2 separate regions of the Mus musculus genome follow, and region 2 is linked to region 1. A link is a contact called in public Micro-C data. All regions are on one chromosome and are shown on one strand. The core of a region is the stretch at or near the end of the contact, and the rest is flanking DNA. Distances in the headings are between cores, read along the strand shown. Region 1 holds the start of Cep41 (centrosomal protein 41). Region 2 holds the start of Lncpint (long non-protein coding RNA, Trp53 induced transcript).

What was found. A called contact is a pair of places that touch in the nucleus more often than the background predicts.
Region 2: a Micro-C map of embryonic stem cells shows a contact between it and region 1, with 2.7 times the contacts expected there. The contact joins the promoter of Lncpint here to the promoter of Cep41 in region 1. A contact is called at or near these places in 2 of 484 Hi-C or Micro-C datasets (both in embryonic stem cells) and 1 of 115 datasets of contacts at active chromatin or transcription factors (memory CD8 T cells).

Annotation. Positions count from the first base shown.
Region 1 is chr6:30,690,875-30,695,774 of GRCm38.p6, forward strand. Cep41 (centrosomal protein 41) reads right to left here and starts at 2,875. Exons shown (of 11, transcript NM_031998.3): 1 at 2,763-2,875. The coding sequence starts at 2,795.
Region 2 is chr6:31,216,424-31,221,323 of GRCm38.p6, forward strand. Lncpint (long non-protein coding RNA, Trp53 induced transcript) reads right to left here and starts at 2,051. Exons shown (of 4, transcript NR_110471.1): 1 at 1,651-2,051. It overlaps 2210408F21Rik (RIKEN cDNA 2210408F21 gene), which reads left to right and starts at 3,928. Exons shown (of 6, transcript NR_040262.1): 1 at 3,928-4,096.

The sequences.
Region 1 (4,900 bases), core at 1,625-4,124:
ACACAAATACCCATATATGTGGATCCTGCACATATACCCACACACATAAAACTCACACACATATACATACATACACTTACACAAATACCTATATACATGGATTCTGCACATGTACCCTCACACATATATACATATACTCACACACACATATAGGCTCTCTCTCTCTCACACACACACAAACACAGCAGAAACTACAATCAATACAAGAATTAGAAAATACAGTGTGTGCTCCCTCCTTCTCTCCCTCCCTGTTTTTCAAGGCAGGGCCTTGGCTGTCCTGGAACTCACTCTAGATCAGGCTGCGATAAAAGGTGTAAGCCACCATCACCCAACATAAACTTAAATTTCTTAAAGCAGAAAGACAAAAATAGGAGATAGAAGTGGAAAAAAATCAGAACCAGTTTATATGGGTATAATATCAAAATGCTGAACCCGAGAAAGAGGGTGGAGGAAATGAAGTCAACTGTAAAATAACTCAAGAAAAAATTTACAGACTAGAAAGATATAAGGTTCTGGTGTTTATCAAAGTGAATGAGAACAGGCCATAACAAGGAATCCTTTGTGAAATGTTCTAACACAGGGAACAAAATGAAGCTTCCTGAAAGGAACAACAAGTCACAAAGCAACAGGATGGCTTTGGATTTTTCTACAGACACACTGGCTGCTGGGTCACAGCACAATGTTTTCAAGATGTTGTTTTCCAACCATGAAATCTATCTTCAGCCACACACTCAGGGGAAAAAAAAGAAGAATAAGAATGTAGAATGGAGACAGTTTTAGATAGGATATTTTGGGTACAAAAACACATATGCATTCTTTCTCAAGAATTCCTGGAAGTGGCCCTCCACTCAAAGAAGGCAGTAAAGACAGCAAGTGTTTACATCCTTCCTCTTCTGACGGACTCTTTGTCCTATATTTCCGGCTTCCTTCAGGAGAGCCCATGAATGGTCCCAGCTGGGGATGGAAGTCATCTGCCTTGATGCCCTCTCTCAAGGGCGATCATGCTTGATGGTGGGTTTTACACCTAATAGTTCTCTTTCATTCTGCCCCGACTTCCTAGCATCAGTTCAGACATATGGCAACATAACCACCTCATCAATGTCTCCGCTCCTCGACACAGCCTGTCCAACTCCATCCACCACAGTGTGGCTATGATGGTGCCTAAAATGCAAGTCTGAGCACATGACTAAAACTCCTTAGAAGCTTCTTGCGTGCTGACCAGTAGGCAGGATAATGGTATTCCCAATCTTGAACTACCCAGCCCACCCCATCACAGGCATCTAATATTGATATTATTTTAGTTGACAAAACATAATTTATTTCTAGGAAAAAAAGGTTGACATGCACACACTGTGCAATTATTAAGTTAGTAAATATCGTCATTACCTCCCTTGTTGTGAGGAGAGGTTTGGAATGTTCTCTTGGCTAATCTGAGATGTACATTAAATTTATATTTTAGTCACCCTGCTGTGTCATCTCCTGTGCCATCTCAAAAGTTTAGTTCTCCTAACAAACTTTCTACCCTGCGACCAGCATCTCTTTGTCCCAGACGCTATATCCCTAACTTCTGGTGACCATTATTCTAATTTCTACTTCACTGAGTTGGACTTTAGACTCCAAATGTAAGTGACACTGTGTAATATTTACACATCACTATCAAGGTTTAGTAGTGGCGGCACATGCCTTTAAATTCCAGTATCTATGAGGCAGAGGCAGGTGGATCTCTTTAAGTTTGAGGCCAGCCTAGTCCACATAGTGAGTTCCAGGACAGCTGGAGCTACATAGTGAGACTGTCTCAGAGACAACCAACCAACCAAACAACAACAACAAAAAACAACCAAACAAACAAAAAACCCCACCAAAATAACAGACATTACTATCATGGCACTCCAATACACATGCCACAGTTTCCGACACCAGGCATTCAACAAGAAATCCAAGACCTACAACTGGTGTTTGCTATGAAGGTGCAGAAGGCCCCTCTCAAATTGCCTTTTGTTCTGTAGACTCCTACTGGGACTTGGTCGGAGTTGAAGCTCTCCTTGGCTTTACACAGGCTGTTCTAGCAAGCTCTTCACCTGACTCACGAGTGGCCTTGATGGGTTGGGGCCTTTTCAGCTCAAGAACGCCCCTCCTTCTCTCAGCTTGAGTGCTGTCTTTCCTCCTCCATCTCTCTCCCGAAGCTCACCAATTTCCATCACTAGACTGAACTCTACTGTAGAGACTCTGTCGTTCTCTTTGTAGGTCTGGTTACTTGTTTGGTAAGGGTCAAATAACACTGGGTGACATTAAACTGCTACAAATGCACAAGGGCACTGAGGGTAAAGGAGAACAAAGGGCCCTATTTTGCTCCCTTTGCAAGGGCGGCTTGGCCTGGGGTACCCCAACTCAGAAGTGATGGGCCCCTTCACCTCCTTCCATGTTTTGGGGGTCTTTGATTTTTACTTTGTTTGCAGGTGTCACTCCTAGACTGTAAACTCTTTGAGGGCAGGGGCTGTGTCTTTATGTACTTGGCTCCTCCAAGCCTCGAACGTCGGTGTCCGGTGGGTCTTTGTGGGGCGAGCACGCCCGGCACCGGCGGGTGCCACTGACGTGGAGCCTCGGCCTGCCCCGCCCCAGGCCCTGCGCTCGGCCCCCTCCTCACGCTGGCCACTTCCCGCCTTCCGGGCGGCGGAAGTGGCCGGCTGTTCGTCCCTGCCCACGTGGCGCCTTTTCCGGTGCGCCCGCCCCCTCCGGCTCTCGGGTCCGGACCTGGCCCTCACCTCAGGATTCCCAATGTGCCTCCGGGCAGACATATTTGCTCCAACCGACCACGCTCGGGGTTCTAGCCTCACGTCTGGCTACTAATCTAGCTTCCTACCCCCCTCCAGCCCCCACTCAGCCGCCTCCCTGTAACCTCTCTTCCGATTGGCTCGGCTGCCCAGGCCAGCCAATAGAAGCTCCGTTTACTGCTTCGGCCCGGGCGGGGAGAGCAAAAAAAGCTGCTCAATGGTTGCCAAGGGCAACGCGGGACGCCCGCTAGCGCAGCTTGGATCCTGGCGCCCAGCTCCTGCCTGAGCGCGGGAAGGAAGGGGGAGGGGCTCCGGCGCCTGCGCAGACCTGAGAAGGGGGGGGGGGGGAGGGTCTGGCCTCAGGCTGGAGAGAGAACACAAATTCACCACAGGTCCCCCCAACCCTTTGTAAAGTCTTTCTAACCAAACATCGGGGCTACTTCTTCCACGGCAAAGGACATGATTTGGGCCAGGGATGTTCAACTGGAACGAGAGTGCATAGTTTATTATGTTCAGGTCTTAAGTTATTATGCAAATTATGCAAAATATCATAAGTAAACACAGTAATTATTGTTGCTCTAAAAGCTTTTAGTCTAGCGAAAGAACAGCAACCTTAATTGCAAAGAGCACACACCGTTCAGTGGTTCATCATTCATTTAACAAGTATTTAATAAGCACCTTATGAAGAAAGCGGCAGTATGTTTTGTGGAGGATGGGAAAGATGACTAAAATCCGATCCCGTTGTCATGGAAACCATTGTAACTCCTGCCACCAACCACCACCTGTTCTCATTCCAGATCTGAAAATTAAGTCCTAGCACCTTTACAAAACAATTACCCACACAGTTTGACTTGGCTCCTAAATGTCCCACCAAATCCATCAAAATTACTATTTCATTTTACAGGGAAGAAACAGCACAGTAACCCTTTGTCCTGTGCTCTAAGTCGTTTTTTTTTCCAGGAATAGAGAAAGGTTCCATTGGTTTGTTCATACTGGCTAGCTCTGTGTTAATAACAACATCCATGTGAACTATGGCAGGGTCTACGCAGATGACCTAGTCAACAACGTGGTCTCTCATACCCTGTCGTGCCTCATAGCAACTTCAGGAACCTGCTCTTAGGGCCGTATCTTGGATCAAGTCATTCAGACTGGACCTCCAGGATCTTGGACTATTGTCCTAACTGCCCCTTGTACTGTGTTTAGTGTTTAATACCTACCAAGGTTTATCTTAAATCCCTTTACCATGTCTAGTCTTTAACCCTTCTAAAATTCCCACTCATCATTCTATTAGAATGAAGGATTGGGGGCTGCAAAGGTTAGAAGGGAGTAGATAGGGTGTATTTATCACATCTTTGCATAGCGAACCCCTGTGCAGCTTGGAGTTGGAGTAACTCTAGCTTTAATTTTTTTTTCAAATCCTATTATTAACGATGGTTCTTAAATGCTTTAACCTTCCTTGTAGCCCACCACCCCACCAGAGGTAGTAGAAAAGAAAGGATATGTGGGAAATGGACCTGTTTAGAAAGGTTCTTTGGAGCAACTCAGTGTTGTCTGGAAATCGGCAGTTCAATTCACAGGTTAGCAGGCAGCGGCAGCTTGATCTAGTTGCAAATACCTCACGGATACACCAGGGGTCCAGTTCGGTAAAGTTGGCTTAGCAACAGTGGTGACAAGACCTAGCAGAGACAGCCTGGCCCCAGCCTCAACTTGAGTCAGCAGGAGGGACCATCGGGAACCCAAGGAGAAGTTCTCTGTTGTGCCTCTCTCAGGAAAGTGAAGGCCAGCAAAGACCACCGAGACCCACCAGTGTTGCACAGCTAACTGTATGAGCAAGCCGGGCTCTGTCTCCGTCATTCCTTGGAGTCCCATTTATGCCTTTCACACATCAAGTGTCCTCCACGTGCCTTGCCTCAGCACACGTCTTACCTCAGCAGGACGCTTGCCTAAAGCACAGGCATCCAGTCAGCCCCAGTCCTTGGAAGCCGCAACAAACTGCAGCACACCACCAGAAGGGTTTTTTTTGGTGCATTTTTCTCTACTGTGTCCGAACAAATGCAGATCAACAATACAATGTAGCTCAACAACACAATGTAAAGCAGACCGATACATGCGTGTTGTTAGCAAAGAAT
Region 2 (4,900 bases), core at 801-3,300, 520 kb after region 1:
GAGGCGGGACGGGCGGGGACGCGCGCTCGCCCGCTCGCGCGCGCTCTCGCCACCGCAGCTCGTCCGCCACGATCGCGCGCCTCCGCCCGGCCGGGGGCGGGAGGGCAGAGGGCACCACCCTGTTTACCGCCCGGGCTCGAGCCCTGAGCCGGAAACGGTCTCCCGGGAGCGGGCGCGTGAGTGCGCACCCACCCGCGGCGCGGCTCTGCGTGGGCAGTGAGCAAAGGGCCACGGCGGCTGCGTGTCACCCCCGTCACGACTCTTGCTACGCACTTCGCCCCCAGCCTTCAGCTCGCGAGCTGCCGCGGACCCCTCACGTGGCCGCCTCCTCCCTGACACGCCGTGCCGAGCAAGCCGTGGCTGCGGACCCAGGCGCTCCGGAGTCTTGTCCCCACCCCGCCTCGGACGTCACCCGCCTCGGACCACCCAACCCACACCTTCCGCCCCGGGCGCGCGCGGGAGGGGGTAGATAGCTCCAAGCTGTCAGAAGCCTACAGTGTGTGCCACATGACGAAGCTCGCCCTCGTCCTCGACACTCACGCAGCAGCTTCGCTGCGAGCTGAAACAGACATATTGGGGGGGGGGGACCTGTCTTGATTTTTCTCTTGGTTTTAAAAGCAACCCCCCCCATACATAAGCGTTAGACTTAGCTCTACCTACGCACTCGCTTTGCCTCCCCCATGGTCTCCTACCAAATCCAAGCGACTTACCAAATCCAAATGCCCACCCTACACACCTGCTAGGTAACCTGCCTTCTGGAACCTCAAAGCCCCACCCATCCCGCCTGTGGGGGCAACCTGTGGTGGGGGGGAGTGAGGCAACACGATTAGGTAGTGATAGAGAGGGGGGACATACAACCCCCCATCTCCAGAGCAAGAGGACGCATCCTGCTTCCCTCCGCCAAAATAATAGCCGAAGTCAAAGCTCCGGCTTCCCAGGGGCTGCCTCTCCCCCCACCTTCCCCCTAGAACCAAAACGTCGCGTCCCTCCCAACCGCTCGCCCCCAGCCCTTACTTCTTGTTGACGGCCGAGGTGGGGGGGCGTGGGAGCCATGCATGAGTTGCCTCTAGGTTCGGGATGTTGGTCTCCTCTGAGTGAAGAGGTGGGATCTCGAAATGGAAACAGTCCTCCCTCCCCCCCCCCAACCCCCCCCCGCCGGTCCCTCCCCTCCTCCTCCTCCTCTTCGTCTGTTTACCTCAAGTTTGAATTTTATCTGCGCAACATTAGCTGGAATGCGGACATTGAAAAAAAAAAAAAAAACCACTCGCTCTCAACCCGGCAGCAGCTCCGGAGGAGCCATGTGGCATCAAGCCACCGCAAAGGGGAAAAAAAAGTGCTCTTAGCAACACAAACATGGCGAAATAGCTCCGACATGCCCGTTTCACGCAGCAACCCTACCTTCCTTCGCTCACCCGCCGAGCATCCTGGCCCGCTGCCTCAGGCCCCTTGTGGGGGACCGTAAGGGGGCCCCGGGGACTGCGAGGGTGGACGTCAAGAGAGTCCACCGGGAAAATAGCACAGATGACGCGCCAACCCATCTGCCTCACCGAGAGTGCGGGGACGCTTTTTCCACCCCCAAGGTGGGAGTTGAGCACCAAATCCTGTCCCCAAGTCCTGCTGGACCCGTTTTCCCCACCCTAAAGAACTTACCTTGAGGCTGAACACTACACCGCTTTGCTCTCTTTTCTGGTTCCTTCCTCTGGAGTGAGGAGGAAAATGATGCGCACGTAGATTCCGAGAGCGTATTCTTCTAGAATTTTCCCATGATGGTTGGTGGGGAGCGATGGGGACTCTGAGACAGGTGCGGGGCTGCCGGCTAAAAGTTGCTCAGCGCACCACGGTGGGCGACAGGGTCCCCGGAGCGGGCGGAGGACCCCCACTCTCTGTCCCTGGCGTCGCCCACTTGTCACGCCAGGCTGCTGCGTGCGCTCGGCTGCAGAGGAGGTGGCGTAGTTTCTCTTTCTCCCACCTCTTCTCACTTGTTTTGTAGCCGTGGGCTCCCCTAATGCTTTCCTCTCCACAATGTTGTTTCATTATATCATGTCCATCATGTGACACCGGAGAGGCCTCTCTATGGAAACTTAAAGGGGCTCCCACGTGACTGCAGCAGCAACAACAGCAGCAGGACCGCCGGCGGCGGCGGCGGCAGCATTTGTACCACCACCCACCAGGAGCCCCTCGAAGCATCCCGAAGGGGCTTGTGGCGCTGCGAAAGCCCAGATAAGGGAGCCACTGCATCCGGGAGCTATGGCGTCGGTGCGTGCGTGGAGCCAGTGCTCATTACACAGCAAGCGGAACAGGAGCGTCCTTAAATCCTTTCCTGCAGTCACCAAGCCCACGCTCTGTTAAAATGACATTTCGTGGTTCCTACTTTATTTTCCCCCAAGAGCTGTGAGTTCCCTATCAGGCCTGATTAAATTTTACAAAGTCAAAAAGAAAAGCCAGATTTGCCCTCTCAGTGAGCTCACTCGCAGATCGTTGGTAGAACAGAAATGCCCAGAAAATAACAACCAGAACCGGGCATTTGGTCCATAATTACCATCACTACCAGTTTCGGAGCTTTCTGGAATTACATTCCTCCGGTAACTGTTGATGATGCTCTCAAGAGGCAAAATGCAAGGCAGTTTTTCTCTTCCGCGGCTATATTAGGGCTTTGTTGCTGACAACAGTAAAAACTTGTTTGTGTCAGGAAGTGAGGTATGAAGCCATGACCTGTAAGGTACAGACAAAACCAAAGTGGCAGTTTGGGCACTACTTTTCTGACCACATTCTTCCAAATGGTGACAAGATGACTGCCATAAAATGCGTGCTTGGTTGGAAATAAGATGATCAGGGAAACATGCTTATCCCTTAATCATACTGTGCATGCTACACACTAGAAATTATATATACATATATATGCGTGTGTGTGGACAGAGCGCAAACGTGCATTTTCCTGATATTCCAAACCACCAATTCTGTCCCCACTGCTAGCATTTAACTTAAGTATTAGCGTTTAAAGGCTTATTCGTGTCTAGTGATGTATGGAAACTAAGTTTGAAGTCCTTAGTCTTAATGACTTGCAATGTATGTGTGTGCAAGGTGTGTGGGGGGGGGGGTCTACTTCGAATCGCAATTCTCTGTCTCTACATTTTTATGTACCATGGAAAAACATCCTATAAGTAAAATCTATGATTAAATTGCTATTTTTCTGTTGGTTCACACTTTTCCGTCTTTATAAGGAAAACGGGGTTGGCAGAATTGTGGAAAAAGGATAAGAAAACACTAACTCAGTAACTGAGGAGTGGGATGGGAGAGGACCAACATTCCGGCCTGGCCTTGATTATCCGTCTCTCTCCATCACTTATGAATGCATTAGGTCTCCCTCTAATTCTAACACCCATCCTTATGGCCTTCTAACCTCAAGTCTAATTCTTTCATCCTTTTAACCCTCTTTTGCCTGGACCGCCCAGCTCAGGCTCTTTGCTTATGTACCCAGCTCAGGCCTTCCCAAATACTTAACCCCACCACCACCAGCAGCAGCAGCAGCAGGAAGAAGCAGCTGGTTCTCTTCTCAGCAACCTTACCCCCTTACCTCTCTTTGACCTCCTTTAATCTCCTCCACAGCCTGGCCCTTGACTTCACAGATTCCTCTTACCTTTCTTCACCTGAAATGGCCTGCCCTTTACTGGGGTCTCCTTTACCCCTCCTCTCTGGTCCCATCCCTTCTGCGGGCGAACCCCAGCATTCCTCCACGGCTCGGCCTGGTCAGCTTGAACCACATTTTGTCGGCTTGCCCTGGGCAAAGAGGGAGTTTATGGTGGAAAGTGGGTCCAAGACTACCCCTGGGTTAGACCCCTGCCTTGCCCCATCCGCTCCTCCCAAGCCCTGGTTGCGGCGCTTCCTGGGCGGATGGTTTGGACTTGCTGCTGCAGCTGCGGTTCTGCTGTGTCATGCAAGAAGGAGGCGGCGGCGGCGGCCGGAGCTGGAGGGGGAGGAGGGGAGGAACCTGATCCTCGGTAGCGAAGGGCTGGAGGCAAACACCGAGCTCCCCCTGAGCCGCCTGGGAGCAGGGAGGGTTCTGCTACCCTGAGGGGCCCTCCCCGCGGGGCAGAGGGTAAGTGGGGAGGCGCAGGTGGTCGCCTTGGGAAGGGAGCGCGCAGGGGGGTTAGGTGGGACGGCGGGACCGCTAGGAGCTACCCGAGCCCCAAGGAGTCAAGTGTCCGACTAATAGGAGCCCAGGCTATAGAAGAGTTGGTCTGCCAGTAGCAGCAAGAACTATTTGCCTAATGACAGTTGTCCTTAGCCACACGGTGGGTGGAGTTGTAGATCCCGAACTCAGGACCCATCTAAAGGCAATGATTCACGGTTGCAGGAACTTAATCCCAGCAGCCCTGGCGCTGTAGGACACCCTTGAAATGAAAAGGCCAACACACCCCAGGTTCCTCTAGCCTTTCTGGACTTTCTGGGTTGTCTTCTTCAAATCTAGGGGAAAGGCTGGGAAACTGGCCCAACCCCACTTTAGCCACAAAAATAACGCTCTTGGCCGGTGGCCCTAGACAAGCAGCCTCTGGTGCAATTAAACAATCAATAGGAAAAAGCCCACCCTCCTCCCTTCTTCACCAGCTCCTTCCACCAAGGTAATTCATGGGGCTTAAAGGAGAAAGAAAATGTGGTATATGTTGCCCTATCCAAGCTGTCAGTCAGTCTGCCACTACACAAATGGCCACCTGTACACTCCAGGGTTCACCCTGCCTTCAGAGGGATGCTTGTGAGAGACACAACAATACTGCTCCAGGTAGCAAGAGGAGACCACCTTAAACTCCCGACAATTTCACCTCCATTGCCCCTTCTCCCCCCTCCCCCGCCCCCCAGGGGAATTGGAAACCTAGACTTGAGAGCAATGAACTGTAGAGACAGG